Linked DNA regions of Mus musculus: regions 2, 3, 4, 5, 6 and 7 are each linked to region 1. Evidence: chromatin contacts called from public HiCAR-type, HiChIP or PLAC-seq and promoter capture Hi-C data. All regions are on one chromosome and are shown on one strand. The core of a region is the stretch at or near the end of the contact, and the rest is flanking DNA. Distances in the headings are between cores, read along the strand shown. Region 1 holds the start of 1700082M22Rik (a long non-coding RNA gene). Region 2 holds the start of Kctd19 (potassium channel tetramerisation domain containing 19). Region 3 holds the start of Plekhg4 (pleckstrin homology domain containing, family G (with RhoGef domain) member 4). Region 4 holds the start of Slc9a5 (solute carrier family 9 (sodium/hydrogen exchanger), member 5). Region 5 holds the start of Lrrc29 (leucine rich repeat containing 29). Region 6 holds the start of Cdh5 (cadherin 5). Region 7 holds the start of Cbfb (core binding factor beta).

The links. HiCAR-type assays count read pairs that join an accessible place to other places. HiChIP or PLAC-seq counts read pairs in DNA pulled down with a chosen protein or histone mark. Capture Hi-C pulls out chosen DNA fragments and counts their contacts.
Region 2: an H3K4me3 HiChIP or PLAC-seq map of embryonic stem cells shows a contact between it and region 1, with 2.3 times the contacts expected there. The contact joins the promoter of Kctd19 here to the promoter of 1700082M22Rik in region 1. A contact is called at or near these places in 1 of 39 promoter capture datasets (embryonic stem cells) and 2 of 115 datasets of contacts at active chromatin or transcription factors (embryonic limb bud and embryonic stem cells).
Region 3: an H3K4me3 HiChIP or PLAC-seq map of embryonic stem cells shows a contact between it and region 1, with 2.3 times the contacts expected there. The contact joins the promoter of Plekhg4 here to the promoter of 1700082M22Rik in region 1. A contact is called at or near these places in 4 of 39 promoter capture datasets (cranial neural crest, embryonic stem cells, liver and 1 more), 1 of 15 datasets of contacts at CTCF or cohesin (embryonic stem cells), 5 of 115 datasets of contacts at active chromatin or transcription factors (bone marrow-derived macrophages, embryonic stem cells, large pre-B cells and 1 more) and 1 of 9 other capture datasets (embryonic stem cells).
Region 4: an H3K27ac HiChIP or PLAC-seq map of extraembryonic endoderm stem cells shows a contact between it and region 1, with 6 times the contacts expected there. The contact joins the promoter of Slc9a5 here to the promoter of 1700082M22Rik in region 1. A contact is called at or near these places in 9 of 39 promoter capture datasets (the C10 cell line, the HPC-7 cell line, cranial neural crest and 6 more), 4 of 115 datasets of contacts at active chromatin or transcription factors (astrocytes, extraembryonic endoderm stem cells, kidney and 1 more) and 1 of 9 other capture datasets (embryonic stem cells).
Region 5: a HiCAR-type map of astrocytes shows a contact between it and region 1, with 4 times the contacts expected there. The contact joins the promoter of Lrrc29 here to the promoter of 1700082M22Rik in region 1. A contact is called at or near these places in 12 of 39 promoter capture datasets (3T3-L1-derived adipocytes, the C10 cell line, the HPC-7 cell line and 9 more), 1 of 484 Hi-C or Micro-C datasets (LSK cells), 6 of 115 datasets of contacts at active chromatin or transcription factors (the SCID.adh cell line, T-cell acute lymphoblastic leukemia, astrocytes and 3 more) and 1 of 9 other capture datasets (embryonic stem cells).
Region 6: a contact with region 1 is called in a promoter capture Hi-C map of adipose tissue, with 2.7 times the contacts expected there. The contact joins the promoter of Cdh5 here to the promoter of 1700082M22Rik in region 1. A contact is called at or near these places in 1 of 39 promoter capture datasets (pre-B cells), 2 of 115 datasets of contacts at active chromatin or transcription factors (bone marrow-derived macrophages and microglia) and 2 of 9 other capture datasets (adipose tissue and liver).
Region 7: a HiCAR-type map of astrocytes shows a contact between it and region 1, with 5 times the contacts expected there. The contact joins the promoter of Cbfb here to the promoter of 1700082M22Rik in region 1. A contact is called at or near these places in 20 of 39 promoter capture datasets (the 3T3-L1 cell line, 3T3-L1-derived adipocytes, the C10 cell line and 12 more), 5 of 484 Hi-C or Micro-C datasets (B cells, CD4 T cells, embryonic stem cells and 2 more), 25 of 115 datasets of contacts at active chromatin or transcription factors (the 230-238 cell line, T-cell acute lymphoblastic leukemia, astrocytes and 17 more) and 3 of 9 other capture datasets (adipose tissue, embryonic stem cells and liver).

The regions. Positions count from the first base shown.
Region 1 is chr8:104,640,145-104,643,692 of GRCm38.p6, reverse strand. It overlaps 1700082M22Rik (a long non-coding RNA gene), which reads right to left and starts at 1,943. Exons shown (of 3, transcript XR_003947594.1): 1 at 1,810-1,943. Ciao2b (cytosolic iron-sulfur assembly component 2B) reads left to right here and starts at 1,965. Exons shown (of 5, transcript NM_026753.2): 1 at 1,965-2,144; 2 at 2,303-2,382; 3 at 2,600-2,725; 4 at 3,128-3,173. The coding sequence starts at 2,003.
Region 2 is chr8:105,411,952-105,415,499 of GRCm38.p6, reverse strand. Kctd19 (potassium channel tetramerisation domain containing 19) reads left to right here and starts at 1,998. Exons shown (of 16, transcript NM_001301173.1): 1 at 1,998-2,046. The coding sequence starts at 2,044. It overlaps Lrrc36 (leucine rich repeat containing 36), which reads right to left and starts at 1,878. Exons shown (of 14, transcript NM_001170788.1): 1 at 1,790-1,878. The coding sequence starts at 1,859.
Region 3 is chr8:105,371,484-105,375,031 of GRCm38.p6, reverse strand. It overlaps Plekhg4 (pleckstrin homology domain containing, family G (with RhoGef domain) member 4), which reads right to left and starts at 1,760. Exons shown (of 23, transcript NM_001364406.1): 1 at 1,170-1,760; 2 at 133-279. The coding sequence starts at 1,213.
Region 4 is chr8:105,346,685-105,350,232 of GRCm38.p6, reverse strand. Slc9a5 (solute carrier family 9 (sodium/hydrogen exchanger), member 5) reads right to left here and starts at 1,975. Exons shown (of 16, transcript NM_001081332.1): 1 at 661-1,975. The coding sequence starts at 856. It overlaps Fhod1 (formin homology 2 domain containing 1), which reads left to right and starts at 2,263. Exons shown (of 22, transcript NM_177699.4): 1 at 2,263-2,580. The coding sequence starts at 2,380. It overlaps Gm46049 (a long non-coding RNA gene), which reads right to left. Exons shown (of 4, transcript XR_003947441.1): 3 at 3,395-3,548; 4 at 2,577-3,158.
Region 5 is chr8:105,324,291-105,327,838 of GRCm38.p6, reverse strand. Lrrc29 (leucine rich repeat containing 29) reads left to right here and starts at 1,571. Exons shown (of 7, transcript NM_001368408.1): 1 at 1,571-1,612. The coding sequence starts at 1,589. It overlaps Tmem208 (transmembrane protein 208), which reads right to left and starts at 1,462. Exons shown (of 6, transcript NM_025486.3): 1 at 1,365-1,462; 2 at 693-788. The coding sequence starts at 1,370.
Region 6 is chr8:104,099,662-104,103,209 of GRCm38.p6, reverse strand. It overlaps Cdh5 (cadherin 5), which reads right to left and starts at 1,585. Exons shown (of 12, transcript NM_009868.4): 1 at 1,478-1,585. All of the region lies in intron 1 of Gm29682 (predicted gene, 29682), which reads left to right.
Region 7 is chr8:105,168,808-105,172,355 of GRCm38.p6, reverse strand. Cbfb (core binding factor beta) reads right to left here and starts at 1,682. Exons shown (of 6, transcript NM_001161458.1): 1 at 1,303-1,682; 2 at 964-1,050. The coding sequence starts at 1,380.

The DNA of each region.
Region 1 (3,548 bases), core at 694-3,193:
AGATGGATGGATGGATAGATAGATAGATAGATAGATAGATAGATAGATAGATAGAGTCTATTATTGAACAGGTTATCTCTGAACTCCTGAGCTCATCAGTCCTCCAGCCTCAGCCTTCCCAGTAGTTCAGACACACATATTTACCATAGCACTCAGCTTACAGCTTACAATGATTTTGTTATGGCTGCTTGGATTTCCTAGGACATACCAAGCTGCTACTATTTGGGTTATTTATAATCCATTTACAGACCGAAAAAAACTTGAGACTTGCTAAGAGGTGGACATAAGTTTGTGGTACCCACTCACCTCTGTCTCCTCCAAAGCTTCAGATTCATTAAAGACGTCTGGGACTTGGAGAAGAAGAAGAAGGAAAGGATGGAGAGAAGATAAGGTAAAGAAGAGAGAAAGGGACCCAGGTCACTGGGGTGTGAAGCAAAGTTGCCATTCACTGAACTCAGACATATATAACATCACGAGGGAAATTATTGAGCATGTGAAGCAAGACAGGACACTGGCAAACTTGGTACCGAGTAATGAAGAGCAGCACAGATATATGGTGGAGGAAACACAGGATGACTCGTTGGATAAAGGCATTTACTGCAATGACTGAAGATGACCTGCGTTCTATCCCTGGAAACCATACACTAGAAGAGAGAACCCCTCCTGAAACTTGTCCTCTGACCTCCACTTAACACATTGTGGCATGTGCCCTCTTCTCAAATGTAGTTAAAATTTTAATGAATGTGAGAATCTTCCCGACAGTGCTGGAAATCCCAGTGGGGTTGAGATGGAAAAACTGCTGCAGCCTGACCCAGAGCTCAGAGGTCCCTTAAGTCCCCTTGGCCCCAGGAGAACTTACATTGCTGGATCAGAGGTCCCATCCTTTACACAGTTTAGGTGGCCCAGGGGTATAAACCACAGCATCCCTAGAGGCAGCTTGGCGAAGGGAACTAGCAGGAAGGCGTGGACACCCACATCAATACCACTCAAATGAAAGAGATTTCCCCATGTGACTGGTCATGATGGGACTGGAAATGTACAGATGGCATCAAAGTTGAGTCTGTTCTATCAGCGGGCGCCGCACTGTGGGTGTTGCTACCTCCTTGTGACCTTTAGGTCAGCCTTGTCAAAGTACTCTTTGTTTTCAAACACTGTTTTTACCCACTACAAGACCCCAGCTTATCCATCCAGGCTCACTGAGGGACCTCTGGACCTGCTGCCATCATTCAGTCCTGCGAGCAGTCAGCCATGGGCCACGTGTGCTGGTCCCAATGGCACAAGTCTGTCTTCCACCAACCCTGCCTCTCCTGAGTTACGAAAAAGACTGTGGGAATTATATGTGCAATTTCCCATTCTTTAGACAAGCTGGACATGACATCACCCATGCCAAGAATGATATTTCTGCCTGCTAAGGCATTCGTGGCCTCCATAGCCTGGCTGACAGCAAAGGAGACAGTCTGGTAGGGAGGGGTTATAGGATAAATTAAGTGCTGCCTTCTCAGGGCAGATCAGATTCAAGTGGCCTAGAGGTCACCACGGTCTACATTAGGATGCTCTGAGGTGAGAGTTTAGGATCGCGTATCTACTTAACAAGCATGTAACTAGTGCTGCCGATTCCTACTAGAGGAAACCAGCGTGTCATTAGATCTACGGTTCTACGATAGCGTGACAGCGAGCTGGAGCGTCCCAAGGCCCAATCACAAGGAGCCTTTAGTGCCCTTGTCAGACGGTGTTGGCTTCCTGCGATCCAGCTCCCAACAGGATCCCACGGCTAAGAACCGAAGGGACGCCCCGGCGAGAGCTACCAACATTTTTCCCGCTTTCGGAGTAGCCCGCACGACAAATACACCGCTTCTAGCAAACTACTCGCCGAATCCCTGGAGTGTGGCGTGTCCCTTGCACGACCCCGTAGCCACACCACGCCCTCTCCTCGTTCCCAGGAAGTGCGCGGAAGGAGCGGAAGTACACACCACCGGGGGATTGTGGGAACCGCGGTTCCGGGATGGTGGGCGGCGGCGGTAGCGGCGGCGGGCTCTTAGAGAACGCTAACCCCCTCATCTATGAGCGTTCCGGGGAGCGGCCAGTGACGGCGGGCGAGGAAGATGAGGAAGTGCCGGACAGCATCGACGCCCGGGAGATCTTCGATATCCGTCGCTGCAGGGCGCTGGCGGGACGGTGGGGGCTTGGGGTGTCGGCAAGAAGTGATGCGCAGCCCGCTGGTGGAGGGGTGTCCCGGTTAGGCGTTGCCTGCGGAGATTTTGAGTGGGCCAAAACTTAGAGTCCCTTTTCCTTCACTTGGCACATCTTATCCGCTCCATTAATGACCCGGAGCATCCACTGACACTGGAGGAATTGAACGTAGTAGAGCAAGTTCGGATTCAGGTGAGTAGTTTACTCGAGTAATCAAAAAGGTACCGTTGTACCTCAGAGGCTGGTGTTCTCCGTTCACAAGCCCCCAAGAGGATCTGTGGGAGGTGTGTTAATGTTTATGGAGCCGATAAAAAGTTGGGTGACTTGCCCAAATCGATAAACTAAAGAGTGTCTTTGGGCTAGGGGCCGCCGTGCGATCACTGCGATCTGATCTCCCTTGTCATCGCAGGTTAGCGACCCAGAGAGCACAGTAGCAGTGGCCTTCACACCCACCATCCCACACTGCAGCATGGCCACGCTTATTGGCCTCTCCATCAAAGTCAAGCTGCTGCGATCCCTTCCCCAGCGGTTCAAGGTCAGTTGGAGTCAAGCCCCCGAGGGTGAAACAAACTACTGGGGCGGGCGAGGGGACATCGGGCGGAGATCGGAAGGATCCGAACTCGCAGAGTTGAACCCCCAAGTTGATGTGACAAGAATATTGGGGGGAAAAAACTCCAGAAAATAGGAGTGTGGTGGAAAGGGCAGCTGGGAGCTGTGAATGGGCGTGATCGATCGAGGCACTGGAAGGCTTTTAAAGTCAATAGTCGCTGACTAGGTCCTAGGGTAAAAGTGGATTGACTGACTGCAGGTGGGTTTGGGGTGGCTTGGAAGAGCCAGAATCAAGAGGGGTGACTGGGAGTTCAGATGGTTGGGAGGTAGTGTCCAAAAGAAAAGGACAGGCGGGTAAATGCTCGGGCCCACATTGTCTTTCCTGCAGATGGATGTACACATTACACCCGGGACCCACGCCTCCGAGCATGCAGGTTAGTGTGGACTGCTGGGCCCCAAACTAGGTGAGGCTTCCCCTTTGCCACAGTCATCTGTGGGGGCAAGATTAGGACCAGGGGACTAAGTGAATAAAATGGCCATACTACAGCTTAGACCAAAGCTGGCCTGACTGAAATCTCCTGCTTCCCATGACCCACCCTCCTGTGGTCCTCAAGTACACAGGGACATTGGGTCGGGCTTCAGGAAACACTGGAGGGAGGCAGACATAAGCAGTCCCTGGTGGTGACGGGCATTCCAAATGATGAAGCTAGTTATGGGTACAGGTGATGCATATAGCCTGATCCAGGCTTGGAGTCCTGAGACTATCAGAAAAGAACTTTATTGGTAGAAATATAATGTATACTGAGGCT
Region 2 (3,548 bases), core at 749-3,248, 770 kb before region 1:
GAATGTAAGGGGTATATGCCCTCTTCCTCAAATATCATTACTTTTATTTTATTTTTTAAAGCTATATCTCCAGTTTGTGGATTCAGGTCCCTGTACCTCAGCCTCCCTAGTAGCTGGGATTACTGGCATTCACCGCTACAGCCAGTTTTGAACCTCTCTATCCTCAATATCAAGGTGAATCATTTCTATAAAATTATTTTAATAGGCTGGGTGCTGGTGACACATGCCTTTAGTCCCAGCACTTGGGAGGCATAAGCAGGAGAATCTCTGAGTTCAAGATCAGCCTGCCTGGTCTACAGAGCAAGTTCCAGGAGAGCCGGGAGAAACCCCAACCTGAAAAACCAATTAATTAATTAACTAACTAATTAATTAATTAAAAATATTTTAATGGAAGGGAAGACACAGATGTGTACCAAGCCAAGGATGTTTATTTTATCTGACTTGTAAAATAGAATTCACAGTAGTTTTAAAAAGAAAATTTACAGGCTGGGCAGTGGTGGCACGTGCCTGTAATTCCAGCACTTGGGAGGCAGAAGCAGGTGGATTTCTGAGTTCAAGGCCAGCCTGGTATATAGAGGACAGCAAGGACTGCACAGAGAAACCCTGTCTCGAAAAACAAAACAAAACAAAACAAAACAAAAAGAAAAGAAAAAGAGAAAAGAAAAAGAAAATTTACGCTGGGCTGAGGATGTTGTCCAGTTGGTAGAATGCTTGCCTAGCATGCACTGAGCCCTAGATTTGGTTCCTCAGAACTGCATACAACTGGGCATAGTGTCAAGTTTGAGGCCAGCCTGAGCCACATGATGAGACCTTGTATGTGTGTACATAAATATACATTCATCAAACTATTATCTTTGATTACAGAAAAAAAGATTAATACCTGTTCGACTTCTCGGTATTTGTTATGGTTTTAGCACAGACTTTGGAATCAGTCCTGGATTAATTAACCCTGTCTGTACCATCCGCTGTGACTCCGGGCAAGAGTCTAAGCTAATTTTATTGATTTGTAAAATGGGAACCATGACAGCATAAGACATTAAATGCAGGTAAGGCACTTAACCCAACGAGTGGCGATAACGACATCACTAACTTCCTAGGGAGCTAAGAGTTTTATTAGGAATACTGAAGGCTTTCCCAGCGCTCTTCTTCCTTAGACACTTAGAAAGCAAGCTTGTCAGCCCTGTCAGAGGTTAGCTCTCTCAGGAGGAAGGCAGGGCACAGCACTGGGCTCAAGACCGATGGATCGCTTAGTAGTTCCCACACAGCCTCTTGGAGCTTTTAAAAGATTGATCAAAGAAAGGCTTTGGTCTGGAAGTTCTTCACAGAGGATAACGGAATAGGGTGTCCTTTCCCAATGCACCCAACTTGAAAAGTCCTCCTAGGCGGGAAGTTTAAGAAACTGCCCAAGTTAACCTCCCTTGTTAATCTCAACAGCGCGCACCACCACAGTCGCCCATCTCAACTCTTCCCTCTCTCACCAACATCCATGTCCTCCTACTAGTGGAGACTTCTTTCTTTCTGTCAAATAATGTCCCTTGCCACACAGGGGTCCTTTCCTCCTCTCCTTCAATGCCTCACCCTCTGCCTTAGACTCTCCTATTACTTCAGCCTCTGCACCTCAGTGTCACCCTTTCTGCCTCGATTGCCTCTTTCTTCTTCGCCTTAGGAACCGCGCTCCTCTGCAGTTCCTTCTTTACCTCTGCCTGGGGCTCCCAAGACTACATACACACACCATACTTTCCTCACAGCCTCTGAGCCACGCTCCAGATCCACACCCTCCCGGCCCTACCCGGCTGCTCCAGGGTCAGCGCCCCCAGGCGGCGGAGGCACTCCTCGTCCAGATCCCACTGCTCCGCCATTCGCGCCCGCCGCTCACCTGCCGCGGCTCGCGAGACCGCCCCCTGCTCGCCAGGCCCCGCCCCGCGTGCCAGGCCCCGCCCCCGACTCGGGCCCCGCCCCTCCCACTGGCCGCGGGCCTTGGTTCTCTAGGGACCGTTAGAGGGACCGGTCACGAGTCTGTCGTCTGCCACGGAATTTAGGACTATGGTATGGAGCCCGTCCCTGAGAAGGGCGTCAAAACCACTAAGGTGGAGATTTGGGGGGAGCTGGTGCCCGAGATGAGAACCTCGGGATTAGGGATCTGACTTTGGGGTATGAGGATCCGAAGGAGCCCCCAGTTTAGAAGAATCTGGGGAGGGCTTGTCTGAGAAGTGGAGAGACCATGCCATGCTGCCTTGTGAGATGAACTGTTCCACACCGCTGAGGATTTGAGGGGGCTCCAAGTTTGTGGGGTGAAGAAGGTGTAGCTCTTTGACGGATGGAAGCCTTTGTACCTTAAAGCCCATGTTTATTCTAGAGCAAGATGAGGATGACATTTAAAGGGGAAATCCAGATCTGACAGTTGGGGGGGGGGCGGGGCAGATTTTGGAGGCACGATGGGAACTCCTGATCTGAAAAGGTCAGAGAATCCTGGCTCGGGGCATTGAGTCCTGTCTTTTGGGCACTGAATTTCTATCACTATAATGTTCTATGGAAGAAGGTTGTGTGTTAATGAGATGCTCTTTGGGATGGAGTCATGATGGATGACCCTCAACTACTACAGGTTTCCCAAGCTGTTGATGGCTGGAGGCTCTCCCCAGACTGAAATAGTTGTGCACTAATAAGTTCCTGAACAATCTTTGGGGAAGAAAGCTCTGGCAATAACAGTTACATTCCTAACTTTTACCAGTAAGCATCCCTTGAGAGTCCTCCCATGGGTGATATATGTGGAAGCAAATTCTTCCTGTTTTTTAATAAGTGGAGCTCAGCCTCCAAATCTCCTTACCTTTCTTTTCAACCAGCTATGTACCTTTAAAGAAATCAGATCAAAAATCAAATCCTTGTATATCTGTGCTTTTGGTATAGGTGGGACCGTTAGTTACCATGTTTATCATGCCCAGCCTACGTCACATTTAAAAGGCCCAGGACTCAATGACATTGGATTAGCTTTTCCAGTTCTGCTGCTGAGCCATTAATCCATTTCATAATCTGTTTCTTTCTCTTCTTGACCACCCAGTGTTCTTCTAGTCTTAAAGTGGCATGTCTAATAGCTCCTCTTGATTTCAGACATTTAGACAGGGCTTACTATAGAAGAAGTGTCCCTCTTGTTTGATACAAGGATCTATTTTCCTGACTCAGAATAAGAGATGTGGGTTTTGGATGGAAGAGGAGGCATTTCCTTTCTTGAACTTTAATAGTCTTGTTCCCACTGCCACCATTCTTAAGCAATTTTGAGTTCATTTTTTTAGTTAGCATACCAACTAGTGGGATTCACTGTGACATTTTCAAACACATACAGCCTTCTTCTTTGTTCTGATGAGCCACTGTTCCCTTAAGTAGTCCCATCCTCTGCTTTTATGCCCCTATAGTCCACTATTCTCTCTCGCTTCCCCTTCCTTTGGGGCTCTTCTTCCACTCTCATGGCCCCTCTCTCCTTTCATATCATATGTAGATCTGTGAAAATCTATATTCCACATATTAAGGAAACATGATTCTAGCTTACTTATCTC
Region 3 (3,548 bases), core at 511-3,010, 730 kb before region 1:
GGCGCCTGTCCCAGTGCTCCCGGCCCCACACGGGTCACCCGCACACTCACACCCCTGGGACGTGCAGTGGGGAACTCTGAAGCCGGGAGGCTACACCACCAGAGCCGTCGAACTAACGAAGAACAAACGCACCGCAGCCTCGAGGATGGGTACAGCGAGGCTGCCCAGATTCCAAGGGCGCCACCTTCTGGTGGCTCGAAGGGCCGCAAGGCCGCTGTGGACGCGGCGCTCTCTAGGGGCTGGAGGACCGAATCACAGGTTCTTCCGGAAGGCGCCGCTCTGCAAGGCCGAGGGTGCGGAGGAGAGCTGGGACCACGCCTACTGCCCCCTGCCTAGAGCATCCGCGCCCGCCGGCCGCTGGGTTCCTACTCTCAGTGCCTCGGAGACTTGGCGAGCCCTCCCTTGACTTCTCATTCTGCCGACCCCGGCAACATTCATTCCACTGTGCTCACTGTGCTCAGAGCTGGAACTGTCTGAAAGGGTGAGTGAGCCGTGGCTCTGCCGATGGAAAGAAGGCTCTTGCACGAAGCAAAGGACGCCCTTGTGGGAGGAGGGCAAGGCTCCTTTACCATTCCCGTGATGGGACATGGGAATACTTGCCCAGCTTCCATGTACAAGATGAGGACCACTCAAGCCCTCGTGGTCCTCAGAGCTGTCCCACCACCCACCACCACACACTCACACACACACACATGTGAGTCCATGATTAGGGGCCGTCTCCAGAGAGACTCCCTATGCCCTGGTAGCTGCGTGTGGATAATCTTCACGGATAGTGGGAGGGACCACCACTCCTCTGTAGCCTGAATCTCCCCTTCAGGTTCTCAGGCCCACCCACCACGGAACAGGTTGGATGGGCTGTGAGGTGTAACTCAGTAGCAGAGCCCTTGCCTGACTTGTGTGAGCCCCCAGGTTTAATTAATAAAACAAACAACAAAAAGACAGAGAAATAAATTAGAGATAAACGGTGACATCCCATGACTTGTTAAACCCGGAAGGTGAAGAGGGTAGGTAGCTATGTCTCTGGGTGGGAATTGACCCAGGCCTGCCAACATACATAAGGCTCAAACCCTCATTCCCTGAGTTCTTTTTCCCTATCCACAGAAAAGGGTGGCTAAGAAAGCTGGTGCCCTGGGGCCAGAGACCAGCTGAGATCTGGTTCCATCACTCACCTCTTGTGGGCTGTTCCAGGGACCCTTTTCTCTTTGCACCTCATCTTCCTCTCCTGTAAGACAAGAAAAGCATTCTTTTCTCCTGGGGTTGCCCGATGGACCAGGGAAATCCTGATGGATGGATCAGATATCTGTGTTCATGCCCTGCCTTCCCACTTCACCCTTCGTTAGGGAATCTTGAACTGATGAAAGACACTGGGATAGCTGGGAGACCCCTACTCGTTCTTAACTCTAAAGTCTGGGGTCCTTTTGGAGGAAGTGGGCCTGGCCTAACACTCTTGAATTTGTGGAAAGATCATAAGAAAAAGGTTATCTGTGCAACCAGACAAAGGCATGTAGCCCCCACACCATGGCCTTGGTCCCTGGGAGGAGAGGACACTGGACATAATGCCTTCCCTGGCTCTAAGTCAGGCGATTCCTTCATGAATCTAGTTATCAGCTGCAGCCATGGTAGAAACAACAGGCGTCCCCACCCATCTCTGACTCTAAGGCAGATTCTGAAGAGCAAGGGGCAAGGCTGGCCTTGGAGTTGTCCTTCTCCAGCCCCAGCTCCTAGGCATGTCTTCCATCTCTCCTTCCTCTAGCTTCAGTGAGCATCAGGTCCAGTCTTGGCTTCTGTCCTTGGTTCTTGTCCCAGGCCACCCCCACTGAGTCATTGCCCCTCCCTCCCTCTCTCCTTCCCTCCCTCCTGCTTCTGAGGCTCACCTCCACCCACTAGCCAGGCCCCCAGGAGCTGTAAGAAGATGGACTTCCCGGGAGGAACATAACCCTTCCCAGGGATGAAGCAAATAAGAGGCATCAGGTCTCAGGCCCTAACTGACCCAGGCCCTCTGAACACAGCAGGCGGTTGGGGGAGCGCAGGCACGCGTGCTGAGACAGAGGCAGAACTAGGCTGTGGTTTTCTCACTCCACACAGAATGTGCCCTGTAAGCAGGCAGACTGAATATTGTCCACTTTGATATTTCGAGCTCTGTATGTCAGGCCTGGCACAGAATAAATATTTAGGGGTATCTAAGACTAGTCACACCGCCCCTCCCGTCCTGAACTCTTCCCACGTGGGTGACGTGGAAACCAAGGTTAGAGAAAATGACTGACAGACAGACTCAGACAGAAGAGGCAGAGAGCTGTGAGGCACACGTATCTGGGATGGGAAAGGCATGGAACAGCAACAGGGACAGACACTGGCCCAGTGCGGGACAGTGGGGGGCTAGGCCTGGAGCCAACCTGGGGTGGCTGACCACAGCGGGCTTCCAGAGCTGAGCTTGCAAGTCTGAACAGTGACTCACGAAGGCCATCTCTGGTTCTGCTGGTTGCTGAATCTACTCAGAGAAGTCTTTTCCACTGAGATTGTAGAATGTGGACAGCCCCCCCCCCCACTCCGCCCTCCCCCCTCCCCAGCCCTCCCTACCTCTCTTTTCTTGACAACATCCATCCATAAGGAAAGAAAAGGGAAGAAAAGAAAAGAAAAGGCGACTCCTTAGCTTTGGAGATCTGGGGATACATTCCCTTAAGTCTGTGTATGACTTAAGTCCCTTAAGCCAGGACCACTGTAATCAGCAAAGCAACTGATTTCTCAAACCTCCCAGACCCCTCTCATCTTTGACCCAAATAAACCCAGGCTCCTGGGAGTGGCATTCAAGGCCACCAGGGGCATCACAGCCTTTTCTCTTAGGTCCCAGACTGCATGGGGAAACAGAGCTGACTAAAACCCTGTTGTCTCAGACCACCTTCTTTGACGTAGAACGGCCCTCATTGTGACCAAAGAGTGCATGCCTCTAATCTAGGGCTTGAGATGAAAGGGCTGGACGATACACAAGTTCAAGGCTAGCCAGGTCTAAAAAAAAGGGGAAAAAAAAAGTTCCAGACAAGACAGAGCTTCATAACAAGATCCTGTTGTTTTTTTAAGATGGAGGGAAGCTAGGGAGATAGCTTTGTGGATAGCATAAGGCCCTGTGTTTGATTCTCAGAACACTTTTTTTTTTTTAAGCTAAACATGCTGGCACACTTGTAATCCTAGCACTGGGGAGGCAGAGGCAGGCAGATCCTGGGCTAGCCAGCCCAGCCTAAATAGCAAGCTCTAGGCCTATGACATCTGGATCCCCCCTCTCCATTCATTCCAGGTAAGATAACCACCCTGTCATTTTTGTCCAATCAAGTGGCCAAACTTTTTTTTTTTTTTTTTGGTTTTTCGAGACAGGGTTCCTCTGTATAGCTCTGGCTATCCTGGAACTCACTTTGTAGACCAGGCTGGCCTTGAACTCAGAAATCTGCCTGCCTCTGCCTCCTAAGTGCTGGGATCAAAGGCGAGCACCATCACTGCCCTGCGTGGCCAATTGACCTGCTTGCTCCTACAGAGCAAATGCCTGATAGCTTTACCTA
Region 4 (3,548 bases), core at 726-3,225, 710 kb before region 1:
GTCAAGATCCAATAAACGCAAGTTTTTTAAACATCGAAAAGAGGAATGTGAATTGGAGGGTGAGGTTGCAAATGGGCTATAGAAGGTGGCAACAGCTTTAAGTGGAGTAGAGAGATATGCTATAGGAAAAGTGGCCTTTTAGCTATCTCAGGAGATATTAAAATCTCAGACTCTTGGCCGTCTCTCCAGGGCAGGAAAATTTCTCAGAACCAGAATGCCTAGGGTTTCCAGGAGAATATCATCCCTTCAGTGTCCCCTTGCGTCCTCATTGCTGACAGGTTTCTGAGAAGCTGGACGTCTGGAGGAGAGGCCTTACTGACGTTTATTGAGGAGAGCTAACTGCAAGGGGAAGGGGAAACTGGGGGAAAGAGTCTAAGGATGGAACGGTGAGAGGAGAGCGGCGACAGGCAGCTCTTAGGAAGGCAAATCCCCTGAACTACCAACCAAGAAGGGAGACCCACAAGAGAGCAGGAAATGGGAGAGAACCCAGATTTGTGGAATTGGAGCCTAAGTCCCCGCACAATGCAAGACGCAAATCTGGAGACCTAGGGGCTTGGGGGCGGGTCCTCTGCGGGCCGCTAGCCTGGCGTGCGGGCGCGCGAACACACACACACACACACACACACACACACACACACACACACACACACACACACTCACCGATTTTGGCTAAGCTGGCCACCAGGATCCACAGGGCCACCAGGTAGGGCGCCTCCACCTCGTGCCACTGCCAGCGGAAGAGCGCCAAGCCTGGAGGAGGCTCACCCAACGGCCCGGACTCCTGGGTGGGTTCTTCTGTGGCCCCCGCCCCCGCCAGGGGCAACCCGGGCAGAAGAAGCAGTGCGGCGCTCAGCATCTTGCTGTCCTCCGGGCACTGCACGGCCGCCGGCCCCGCGTCGCTGCCGCCGCCGCCGCCGCCGCTGCCGCCGCCTACCCGGCGCCCCCGCGTCACAGGCACGTGGGGCTCACTCCCCCCAATCCGAGCTCCGATACCCCCAGGCCAGGTCCGGACCCCGAGACCCTGCCCAGGATCCTAGCAGTTAGGATCCCCTCCTCCATCTCTTCTAGGTTAATCTCATCTCCGGAAATTCCCCAGCATAACCCTCCTAACCCCTCGAGTCCTGAAACCCACTCTTTCGAGTGTGCTCTCCTAAACCGCCTCTCCTCCGGATTCAGAAAGGTGACCAGCCACCGCGTCCCGGAGCACCAAGAAGGACGGGGGTCTCGGGAAGCAGAGACAAGCGCAGCTACTGCAGAACACCGCCCAGCAGCGGGCCACCCGTCCCAGGTGCTCAGGCTGCGGGTCCCAGTGCTAAGCTGAGAAAACCGCAGGGGGCGGTGCGCTGCCGCCTTCCAGCACGATCTCCAAAACCTGGGACCCCCCTACCGGACCACAGCTGCGCACGCGCACTGGGCACACCCAGAAAGCCTAATGGACAACGGTGCTCTCAACGTACCCAGAAACCTCAAGGCCGGGACGGACCCGGCTCTTTCCAGGCTGAAAAGCTGGCTATTCCTCATCTCTCCAGAGCCCAGAGGCGCCGCCTTCCCTTTCCTTCAAACTACAGGGAACTGTTTGCCTATTCCATGGATCTGAGAGGACCTTATGGAATTCCCTTTAAATTAGGAACAACTTGGGGCATTTGACTCATCTCGCCCCAAACCGAAGAATGTCTCCACTTTTCATTCATCACCCAAGCCGAAAAAACATGTGCTACCTGCCTCCTCACAGTGACTCATCCCATTCTTTTTCGAGAAAGAGCACCCGTCCTCTTTTTTTTTGCCCCCACAGCTAAAGGGGACTGAATCCACCTCTTCTTTCAAATATAAAATCTATTTCCACTTCTTATTCCACATTGAAAGAGATTCTTCTTACTGCTTTCCCCAAATGAGAGAAATGCTTTCATTTGTCTTTCAAGCTAGCAATTAGTCCCATCTCGTCCCTTGAGAGTGGCCCAGCTACCCAGATTATCCGAAGAGATTTACCCCCCCCCCCCCATCTGCCCTAAAAATCCTTACAAAGATCCGCTGCAGCCTCGCCCATACCAAATCTAAAGAAAGTCTCCCCGCCCTCTGCTCTGAGGCGGAGCGGGAGCTCGGGTTTTCCCGCCCTCCTAGCAATGGAACTAACGGGATCACCAGCTCTCTGAGTGGCTGGCCCAAGCGCCGCCTCCGGCGGTGGTTAACCCCGAGCGCGCGCTCGCCGCTCAGTCTTGGCTCCACCCCCTTCCTTGGTCCTACCTTCATCTGGCTCCGCCCCTCGAGCCGCGAGCGTCCGGCCCAGCCTGGCCCGGCCCTAACAGCAAAGTTTAGTCGAGTTGAAGTTGCAGCATTTGCAGGGGACACAAGAGGCGTCCAGCGGTAGCCGGTGGCAGAGCCATGGCGGGCGAGGAAGAGCGCGGGGATGGGGACCCAGTATCCGTGGTAACTGTGAGAGTGCAGTACCTGGAAGACACCGACCCTTTCGCTTGTGCCAACTTCCCGGAACCACGCCGGGCCCCCACCTGCAGCCTGGACGGGGCTCTGCCCCTGAGTGCGCAGATCCCTGCTCTGCACCGACTCCTGGGGGCGCCTCTTAAGGTGAGGGGCGCTGCGGAGGTTGAGGTGGGCGGTGGACAGACAGTGCTTCTAGGAGAGAGATCGTCACGGGCGGGTGCTCGCCTCCAGAAAAGTCTCCGGCCGGGGTCCTAAGGTCTATGCTCCTCTGCCTACAGGGGGAGACTCAAGTTGAGGGGACAGTATAGAAGCCAAATGAGAGTTTGTGATTTGTTCCACTCGGGCTTCCCTTGAAAGTTAGGCCCTCCTGAAGAGGTGCTTGGAGTCCCCTCGCTGCCTCTTTGCCAGGGTTGCTGCTGTGGTTGTAGCGGATTGGGGAAGTGGAGTTGGGAAGGGACAGACTTCCACCTGCTCCAGGTAGTCGGGGGCGGGGCCCCAAAGAGGGGCGGGTTTAGGGAGCAATCATAGAAGGGATCGAGGCTACCGGCTGGGTTGGGTCCTTGGAATACAGTCTCTCCAGCGCTGTTGAAGACTGGAGTCCCAGCCAGGATGAGAGGAGTCCCTTGGAAGCGGCCGTGCGCTCATGGGAGGCTGCCCGGGTGGGAAAGCCCTTTGCGTCACCGCCCCCATGGTCCCTTAGGCCCGCCGCTGGTGGCCTACGCCTGGAAGGGAGGGGGTGGATCAGTCTAATTTTAAACCGCTGGCCTACCCTAGTTGCCGACGTTCCTAGGCCGACTTTGCTCAGTTAGAGAGGCATTTTTCCGTATGTCCAGCAGGACCACCCCTCCCCTCCTGCTGGCCTCCCCTCCACCTCCCCGCAGGCATCCCTTTCCGGCTTGCTTTTTCCGGGCCAGGACTCCCAGAGGCATACACACTACCACCCCCCAGGGTTCCTGACCTGCGGGTTAGCTGGGAGCTGTGAGGGAGATGGGAGGGAGTTGATGGGGTGCCACAATTGGGCGCGGGGTTGCGTAAACATGGCCCTTAGCCCCGGGGTCTCCCCTGGAATGTGCCCTAGGCTCCAGGCCTCTAAACTGCATTCCTCGCGTTGC
Region 5 (3,548 bases), core at 322-2,821, 680 kb before region 1:
GCTACTTTTTTTTTTTAAATGGTTTAAAATTAAAATACATTTTACATGTATGAGTGTTTTTGCCTGCAATGTATCTATGTGCACCATGTGCCTGACGCTGTGCCTGGTACCATAGAGGTCACAAGAGGGCATTGGATCCACTCAATGAGAAGGTTTCGAGCTACCATGTGGTGCCCCTGGAGTGGAACCGAGGTCCTCTGTAAGAGCGACAAGTGCTCTGACCACTCAGTCCCTGGATACTTTGGGGGGAGGAGGGCAGTGTTTGCTGGCGATGCTGGCAGAGCCTAGCCAAGGGCTCCACCACGGCGCTACACCTGCTCTCACTCTCTCGAATGAGACTTCAGTCTTTCTGTGGGGCTCTGGTTACCACTCAACACTCTGACCTCAGTCTTCCAAATAGCTAGAAATACAGTTATATGCCACTATGGCCAGCTTCACTTATTAACCCCATCACCCCTTTTTATTTTTATTTTTAATTTTTTTTTTTGAGATAGGATTTCTTTGTTACTCAAAGCTAACTTCAAACCGCCCATCTTTCTGCCTGAGCCTCCCTGGTGCAGGGATTACAGGCTGGTGTCTGCCTGGCTTCATTTCTTTACAACGTTCTCTTTTGGAGCCTTGGCTGTCATTTGCCAGCGCTCCTAATCAGATAGGAATGAGAGGGCAGAGAAAGCACAAGGCAAGCAACTTACGTTGGCTCCCAGTATGATCCGAAGGTAAAACTTGAGAGTTTCTTTGTTCTCTTCAAATATCTGTTTCTTCCCTCTGGTACCCACTTTTCCTTTGGGCTGCGGAGGGTTGGTGAGATGCTGTCAGAGCTGTTTTGCCTCAGTCCTCCTCACTCCCTGTACCAGCCTGGTTACCTGCAGCTTTATCTACCCCGCAGCCAAGTCCTTAGCGTGCTTTGTCAACCCTAGCAATCCCTGAGATACCGACCACTCCTCTAGTCCATCTTCCTAATATAGTTAGGACACCGACTTTACTGTACCCCCAGTTATGATCGCCTAATGCTCACCCCAAAACAATTCAAATTACGTTAGTATCTTCTTTGGCTTTCCTCGTAAGGTTCAGCTTTGGGTTGAGATCCTCTCCGGGAAAACTCCAGCGGAACTTAATGGCGTCCCTCTGGGGTAGTGGTTTAGATCTGGAACTGGCAACTACCCTCGCCCGCGCCCGCCCTAGCCTCCAACACTAGTCCTGGTGTAGTCCTGCACGGCCACTCTCCCCGCATCCCGTTCGGTCTAGCACAGTCCATTGGGTGGCGCCCCTCTCTGGCCCAGTGCCTTATGCCTTCGAGCCCTTCTGTTTTTACTTTCCCAACATCGGGAAAGCTTTGCCGGTGCAGACCACGCCTTGTCCCTTACCGCCATGGTGCGCAGCAGACACCCAGCCACTGAAACAAGGGCGAGTAACTGGAACTGCAGTCAGTAGACACCACATCGGCAGCACATGCACTTCCGGTAAAGAGCGCAATCGTTCGCTCCTGGGCGGAAGTGGATTTCATTTCCTTCCGAAGCCCCGCCCCCTGAGTCGGTGGGACTACACTTCCCAGAAAACCTTGCGTGGGGGCGGAGACGGCAGAACTGCGATGGCGGACTCGCTGCCTCTGGAGGTGAGAGGAAGCGAGCGGTCCTTCAGGCCTTGGTCGGGGACAGGCCCCGCCTTCGGGGTCCCGAGCTTTGGGGAAAGGCTATCTGACAGCTCGCCCGGCACCTCCCGCCAGGCGGAAACGAGCCGCCCGGCGGATCCCACGACCTGAAAACTCTGGGTAACGGTCCTCTTTGGGGCCACTTCGACCCCTTCGGTTGGGATACCATTCCCTCTTTACCCATTGGCCCCAGAAGATGGCTGCTCTGTCACCTCAATGAGGACGGACTCACTGCCCATCCCTTTCCCTTGAGATGGCCGTTCCCTCCCCCTCAGTTCTAGAAGATGTCCGCTCCACCGTCCCTGAAGGGTAATCAATTTTATCCCCATTGGCCCCTTGGAATGGTCGTTCCATTTCCTCCACCCCTCCCCCACCGTCCTCGCAGTTGGAAATAGACTGCTCCCGCCCCCTAGTTCTGGGGACCATACCCAATGTCCTTAATGTAAGACAAGCCTGCTCCTCATTCTAGACCCCTAGTGATGGCTGCCCCTGTATTATTCAACCCCATGGGGTGTTTGTTCCTTTAGCCAGGGGCAAGGAGATACAGATGCAGGCTTTGTGTCTTGCACCTTTTTTGAAATGGCTTCTCTATCCATTTTGCCCTGAGGGTTGGCAACCCCCTCTCGTTGCCCTAGGAAGTCAGGCCTTTTCCCTTGAGTCGTGACATCCTATTCCCTTTTGGCCCCAGAAGGTATCTATTCATCCCTGTAAACCCCATGGGTTACCAGTAGTAGTAATCTTTTGGGGTGCTCTCATGGGATGACCACTCCACCCCTATCTCTACTCCTCTAGTGCTAGAAAGGCATTTCTCAGGATAATGAATTATGTATGATCCTTTCCATTAAGACATGTTGTCCTTTAGCATGGCTCCCAGGGTTGATCATTCAGAAGATAGGTCAGCCACTCTCTTAGTCCAGTCTTCCCTCTTAGCCCCCTAGGGATGGGGGCTTAGTCATCCCAGTCCCATCCATACTCTTCCTCATGTCTCTCCTCTCTGGTCCTAGTCATTTTCCTCTGAATAGTAATCTCCTTTATCCCCCACCCCTTCCCTGAGCAAACCTTTGGTGAAAGTAGAGGCAAAGGACTATCTTTAGTCCAGTAAATACTGGGTGAGTACTGCGTATGTACTTAGCATCTGAGAAGAAAGGAGAAAACACAGCGGGGCTAGTGAAGTCACTGTAGAAGGACTTTGCAGAAAGAGCCCCACATACGGGAAAAGAGATGCTGTGTTGGTAGTGAGGATGGGCTGGGGGTGTTCTGGGAGCAGCAGGCCCAACCAGGCATGGAGGTCTGGACTGTGAGATTAGTGGTGAACCCAGGTTTTTCACGAGGGGCACTGAAACTGGACTATATATGGATTAGCAAGGCTGAACATAGAAGGAAACTGTAAAAGGAATCTAGCTCCATTGGATAAAATTTGGAGCTATTAATATGGTGATGTTGCAAAGGTAGAAATGCTGCTAACAGCCATCCAGTCCCTGAAGAACTGATCTAGGTGGTTTTAAAATGCCTTCACATCTTCATATACTTCAGACACGGAAGCTGAGAGAAGTCACATGCCTCTAATGGTTACTCTCTTGGGTAACTTTCTCCAGTAGAGCTGGGATCGGGGAAGTCTGGGTTAGCCTTGTCTAAACCGTCAGCTTTGTGAGTAGAGAATAGAAGAACATGAGCCCAAATGTCACTAGGGACCTCAGATTGAGAGTGCAGTTGGCATTAAAGTCCAAGTGTCACTAGGGACCTCAGATTGGGAGAGCAGTCGGCATTAAAGGGTAAAATTGGACTGAGGGCAAAAACCACTTAATGACATTAAGGTTGATAACTATTTGAGTAGAGGACCCCAAAGACAATTGTACTAGACTAATGCTTGGTTAATAGGACAACGTAAAGCTATTAAATT
Region 6 (3,548 bases), core at 336-2,835, 540 kb after region 1:
AGTATATGGCCTCTCTTACTCTGGCCCTTCCTTTCACATGGGTGAGACCCCCTAACAGGAGGTGTGAGACTTGTGCTTTGTGGTTTCAAATCTTTGTGGTATTCACAGCCACCTATGGCTATGGGGTAGTGGGTAAATCCACTCAGGATTCCCTGGCTATCTATCTGCCTCTCATTAGGAGTTAAGCCCAGAGCCAAGAGTGTATATCACAAGTAAGGACTGAAGATGTTTCTACAACTTTATGGTCTAGAAGCCAGAGACCCCATGTAGTCACAGGTTCCAGGAAGAGCCCGTGCTGAGGAGGACTAAATCTAAGTTCCCATCGTCATTCTGACTCAATTTTCACACTAACTCTCCTCTGGATCTCTGTTGTTGTCTCTGAGTACAGAGTTACCCTATCTACCTCCTTGGGACTGGATAGTAAATCCAGGAGCCATTGTTTTGTCGGAATATTCTTTCTGCATGAACCATCTCCACCGCTCACCACAGATTGTGAATAGAATTGCATCCAAAAATGTCCTCTCCTAATGAAGGTTTGGAGACCTTAGGTTACCGTCCCAAGGCCACACCGAAGTGAGTAGGCTGGGATCAGTGCCGAGGGTCACTGTCTCTGAGCTGGGCTTTTGGCTCAGAGGTCCTTGTCTCTAGGGCCTTCCAGAGACTTTGCTGAGCTGTACGGCCACAAGAATTCTTGAGCTCTGGGCTCTGAGTATCTGGTGTTGGGGGAGAAACTACAGGCTACCTTCCTGCCTGCAACTGCCGAAACACAAAGCAGGCTCTGAGAGTCTAGGGGAGATGAGGGAAGAGGGCTCATAAATGGGACTCCAAGTGCCCAGAGCTGAACCTCAGAAGGCCCATCTTGAAAGTGGGAGATATTGACAGAGGGAACGAGTACCCCTTTCAGCTCCCCAAATCCCACCCTAGTCCCTCGAGGTGTTGTAGGTAGAGATAACGGGGCAGGGGAATATAAGTCAGACCTTGGGAAATCTATCTCTTTAGCTCTGGACCAGATTGTCCTTTGGGCAGAAGGCAGAGCTAATCCTGGTAGATAGGGAAGGGAATCACAGAGCCGTTATTTGTCCATCCCACACAAAGCAGATCCTACTCAAATCCAAGGTCCAGACTCCAGTCCTCTGCCCTTGTCCTTGCTGAGTGACAGTGGAAATCCTATCCTCTTTGAGCCTGGTAGTCATAGAAGCTCCAGGTCACTGGAGTTTCCCTGAGTACGACAGTCTACTTACAAGGCTGCTGAGTCTTTCTTGAACATTGGTTCTGAGATAACCGTTTGTGTCCTTGCACACTAAGAGATATGCATTTTTTTTAGCCCTACCCTGGCCCCAGCAGAGAGACTCAGGCTCCGGAGAGGCTGTGTTCCCTTGAGAGTCCTACAGTGGCCATCCCATACGGGCAAGCCAGGACTCTCCCAGTTTTATCTCCATGAGACAGGAGTAGAGAGGGATTTGGGAGTCTCACTTACCTTGTCCGTGAGCAGAAGGCTCTCTCCACTGCAGTCTGTCCAGGGCCGAGCTTTGTGGAGAGCACAGTTGATTGCCTCAGGAGGGGAGAGGGGAGCCACACCCAGGCTGGGAGGGAGGCAGGTTTTCCAACTGGCCCTGGCCCACTTCCCCTCGGGATGGTTTCCTGTTATTGTTCCTTTGTGAGCTGCCTGCAGATAGGCAAGCCCTACGGTGGGCGGCCTCAGCTTGGTCAGCCTGGGCCCGTGGAAGCCTTGGACCTGCCTGGGGTATTCAACTCATACCTCAATTCTAGGTCTCATCGGAGGAGCTGTGAGCCTAGGGGTAGCTGTGGGGGCTCTAAGCTTCTGCCAGAGCATTCAGCCATCCCTGGGAGGCAGGTGTCATATCCCCCACTTTACAGTTCAGAAAGCAGAGGCTTAGTGGGTCTAAGGTACTTGTTTCCTCGCTGGACAGAGTAACCCAGACAGAAACCCAGCTACCTCAGCTTCTCCACAGAGCCGGCTTTCCGTGGCGACTCTGTAGTATGGTGGAACGAAAGGGGGCTGTGGAGTTCTCAGAGTCGGGCAGCTGAGAAACGTGACAGACAATCACTTTCAGCAGCAGATTTTGCCTGTCAGATTCTTCCAGGTAGGGCAGTGTGAGTTTCAGTTCCAAGGTACCAGCCTGGCCCATCTCACTTTACAAATACTGGGTGATGGGCTTCACGTGACCATGGACCAACCAGGGATCCATGCCTCAGTCTCCTCATCTGTATAATGGAGATAGCCATAGGTCTGAGTCAGCAAAAAAGTAAGAAGAGCTAAGAAGACAGCAAAGCAGTAGGTAGACCAGGGTCCCTCAGGACCAAGAGGCTGGGGAGATGAGGTCAAGATTCTCTTCATTCAGCCAGGCGTGGTGGCGCACGCCTTTAATCCCAGCACTCGGGAGGCAGAGGCAGGTGGATTTCTGAGTTCGAGGCCAGCCTGGTCTACAGAGTGTGTTCCAGGATAGCCAGGGCTATACAGAGAAACCCTGTCTCGAAAAACCAAAAAAAAAGAAAAAAAAAAAAAAAGAAAAAGATTCTCTTCATTCATTATGTGATGGGTTAGTAAAAATTTCAGGGTTCTGGCTCAGAGTAAATGACAGACCCCCAGAGTGTACCTTTTGGCAAATTGCCTGGGTTTCTTCATGCATAAAAGTTTGGGAAGTCCCCAACTTGTCCTGCTTTTCAGTGAGGCAAAGAGGGACCATAAGAGAGCAGATCTTTCCGGGCATGGAGAAAATACTGTGGGGGTAGGGTGGGGTGTGGTGGGGGGAAGAAAGGGTTTTCTGTTTGGGGTAGGTAATGTTGGAGATGCCCATTAGACACCCAAGTAGAGACATGGGCTTGGTGAACGAAAGCAAAGTTGGTGTAGCCAATCACTCCCTCCAGGTCCTCTGAGAACTGAACTGGAACGGAGGCCCAGGGAAAGGAGTGTACATTAGGATGGAGTATTAGCGTCCTGAGACCATGTGAAGACAGATGAGGACATCAGAGTAAGGAGAGAGGCCAGGGAACTGTCGCTGGGGCTGTTCTCAGCTCTGAGCGGAATCCATAGCATTCAACTACTGCGTGCGTGCATTCGTGCGTGCGTGCGTGCGTGCGTGCGTGCGTGGGCGAGTGCGTGTGTCTGTGAACAAACAGAAGCTCCACATTTTCCTCTCTGCCACAATCTGTTCTGTTCCCTGCCCTCAAGGTGGGCTGGCCCAGCATAGACAGCTTCCCCGAGAGCTGCCTGCCTTGGTGGTCTGTGTACTCAGTGGACACGTCTGCCAGGGTAGCACTTCCCGCTGGGTCTCATACTCAGCGCTGGCAGGCTGCCAGGGACAGGGCCTGTCCGGCCATCAATGCAAACTCCTTTTGTACTCTAGCCCTGGTGGATATTTCTGCCCCGAACACAGTCATTGTTGTCATCTGTAAACAGTAAACGATGGACAGGCAAGCCTTGGATGTGCCCCGGACTCCAGGGATGGCAGTGGAGGTCTTCATAGCAGAAGTTCAGTCCCAAAAGGCCAGGCTAGTGCTCTTCAGACCCCCTGTGGATCCAATAC
Region 7 (3,548 bases), core at 433-2,932, 530 kb before region 1:
AATATTAGGATTTCATTACACAGTGCTTCAGTTTAAAACAAAACAAAACAAAAACCACCCAACCAAAAAAAATCTCTTTCCTACAGTTCTTCTTTTCGTTGCTTCCTAACCAACACCTCTAAGGAGGATAACGAAGAGGCAAGAGAGGAACTAGATCACTTCGATATTTTTCAACCCAGGACTTGCCGAGTCCATAGCAGTCTTCAAATATAAAACAGGAACCTCTAGATGAACTATGGGATTTGTCTGTGTAGCACCAGGCAATTCTTTAGCAACTCCAATACTCAGACAGGCACATCGAGGTTAGAAAAAGGAAAATATAGATTTCTTTCGGATTCTTAACATTTTAAGAAAAGAAAATTGTTCATCCACTGGGGCCCTTTCTCTCGTCTCTCTCTTCTATTAGGACAGTCTCTCTCTTCTATTAGGACAACAGATAAGTGGAATAGATTTACTCTCGGCTGTACTGGGAGATAGCTTCTCATATAGATTTACCAATCTCGCTTCTCAGAAACAAGCCTATCGCTGATCCCCCTCCAATGATTCTTTACACGTAGGGCTGTATCCTTCCTACAAGCACCCCGATGTCTGGCGGAGGTCACAGCCTAGGCGACAACCTCCGCCAAGCTCCGGTTGGAGCTCCGCTCGGATTGCCGAGCCGGCACTAGGACACGCAAACCATCCCACGAACCGAACCATCGCGGCGGGCCAAGGAGAAGGCGGGTCCGCCCGAGGGCCGAGCCGAGCCGCCCCGCCAGCATCTGCCTCTTTCTTGCTTTTCGAATCCGGACTAAGGAAGTGAGCCTGCGCCCCCGGCTCAGTTCCGGGAGCCGCAGCGTCCGCGGCGCCGTCCGGAACACGCCCGGGGCCGCGCGCAACAAGTGACTGGCGCGCGCCTGGGTCCCCGCGGCCTCCCCGCGCGCACCGGGGGTAGGGTGGGGGGGTCCCTCCCCGGCGACTTACGATCTCCGAGCGACCGTCGCGGCAGGCGTTCTGGAAGCGTGTCTGGCGCTCCTCGTGGGGCCGGTCCCTGAAGCCCGTGTACTTAATCTGCAAGGCAGAGAGACGGCCCCGAAATCAGGAGTCAAATCCGCGGCGGCACCCGCCGGCCCGCCCGCCCGCTCCCCGCGGCTCCGATAAGGGCAAGCAGAGCCTGTGGGCGGACTGCTTGCCGGGGCGAGATTCCCCCTCGGCCGGCGCGCCGTCCCGGGGGCTTCCCGGCAACCGAGCCGCTCAAACTTTTCTCCTCCCCGGGCCCACTCGGGGCGCGCCGAGGCCTCCGCGCCTCCCCAACCGCCTCACCTCGCACTCGCGGCTCAGCTTCCTGAAGAACTCCTCGTTCTCGAACTTGCTCCTCTGGTCCGGGACGACGCGCGGCATCTTCCCGCCCTCAGGCCGCGCCGGCCGGCCGCGCTCCCCAGGCTCGCGCGGGCACCCGCTGGCGGGCTCCGGTGCTGACCGCCTTGACCGCCCACCCGCGGCACCCGGACTCCCGCTTCTCTTTGTTTCAGGAGCCCGCCCGCGTGGCCTCCCGCTCCAGGGAGGCTGAGGTGCGGCCGTGTGCTTGGAGCCCAACCCACGCTACCGCCGCCCGCCTCAGCCGTTGCCGGCCGTCCTCCCTCCCGCCCGCCCGCGCAGACACAGCTTCCAGCCTCCCCCGGCTGCGGCCGCCACTTCCTCTCGCCGCCCTCCTCGCTCTCCCGCCCCGCGCCGGCCCCACCCCTCCTCCTCCTCCTTCTCCTCCTCGCGCGCCCGCCCGCCTCAAACTCTAGCAAACAAGACGCACCATTCACAACTCCACGACCCGCGCCGCGCATGCGCCACCCACCCGCTTGCGGGGCCGCTGGGTTGCAGTGAAACCCTGCTCCTTCCTCAGCACTTCCCCTTGCCTGTCCGCGGGCTTCTCTGCGAACAACCCGCCCAGAAGGGATCCGCCCCTCTCTTAGCAACTAGAAGCGGACCCGCAGACCTTTTTTTTTTTTTTTTTGGCCCTTTGTGAGCGATCTGGAACTTCTTGGCTCCCCAGCCAGCCACGCAGAGTCACCCCCAGAAGGGCCACTTGAATTCAAGGAAACCTAAATCTTAGAGGACTTTGCATACAGGGAGGGATGTGGACTGTGCACTGAAAGGTGGAAGTAAGCATCTAACCAAATCATGGTGTAAAAAGGTGGTGGCTATTGAAACGGGGTTGGCCTTAGGATTCCGTGTAGCTCTGCCTGCAGACAAGGTTTAGACAAGTACCAGACCAGTAAGTCTCAGATTAGTAATTTCTAAAATGCACACTCATAAGTTCATGGCGTTAGTAGGAGAGTGTTTATGTAGATCTAGCACATCATTTAAAGGAAAACTATCTTAATTATATGTAACCGGTTGCCAGTCCATATTTTTACCCAAATGTGCAATCAAACAAGAAAAAAAAAAAAAAATCCAAGATCTGCAAGTTCTAGAGAACTTACCAGAGCAGAAGAAAACCAGACTCGGGGTTTGCAGCAGAGCTTGAGCTAAAGCTGACCCTCAATAAACTCTGATCCTTAAAAATCGCAGTTTGTTAAAAGTTCAGTTCAAGGATGGCAGGTAAGTGCCAACTCTTGGCAGCAGCTGGCCAGATGCTAAGGATTGTGAAAAGATACTCATAAGTCACTGGAATCAGTTCTGAGGTCAGTTGTTAATGCCTGCTTGAATACAGATTTTGGCAGAATTTCACTGCTAGTCCAGCCCAATCTCATTTATTAGATAGGGACCTAAACGTGGGTAAGGAACTGTCCTAGTTTGCCATAGACAGCTCTCATTTTTAGCAATGACCTCCCCCCGCCCCCCAAGCCTTCTGAAGCTGCTCAGTCCCTAACAAACTAGGAGGGTTAATCATCTTAACTGAAGTCTGGAGAGTTGATTACCCAAAATTAAAGGTTTGTTGGTGGGAGTGGTGTGTGTGTGTGTGTGTGTGTGTGTGTGTGTGTGTGTGTGTTTTGAGTAAAACATACTGCCATGATAAAACACCATGTCCAAGGCACGTTATAAGAAGAGTTTGTGTGAGCTTACCACTCCAGAGGGTTAGAATCCCTGAACGGTGGAGCATGGTGACAGAGGCAGGAAACTGAGGGCTCACATCTTTAATCAGAAAGCAGAATAAGATTTAGGAATGCCAGTGGCTTTGAAACCTCAAAGATGGCCCTGGGGACACATTTCCTCCAGCAAGGCCACACCTCAACAGTGCCATCACAGGGGATTAAGTATTCTAACATCTGAGCCTACGGGAGGGCCATTTCTCACTCAAACCACCACAGTCTAGGCGGTGCAGTTCAAACCCAGGGATTCACCTCATCAAGCGCTTTACCACTGAGCTGCAGTCCCAGCCTTCATGGTCAGGGGTTTTAGCAGTGAAATTTGTAAGCAGCACGTACTTACAGTGCCAGCGACTTTGGCCACCGAGGTGGGAAGATTTCTTGAGCCGAGGACCTGTGCCAAAAAAGAGAATCAAAAAAGGAGGAAGGAGGTGATTAGGTTGATGGTTTTAAAAGACATACTCCTTCCATTAGCAAATATGGAAT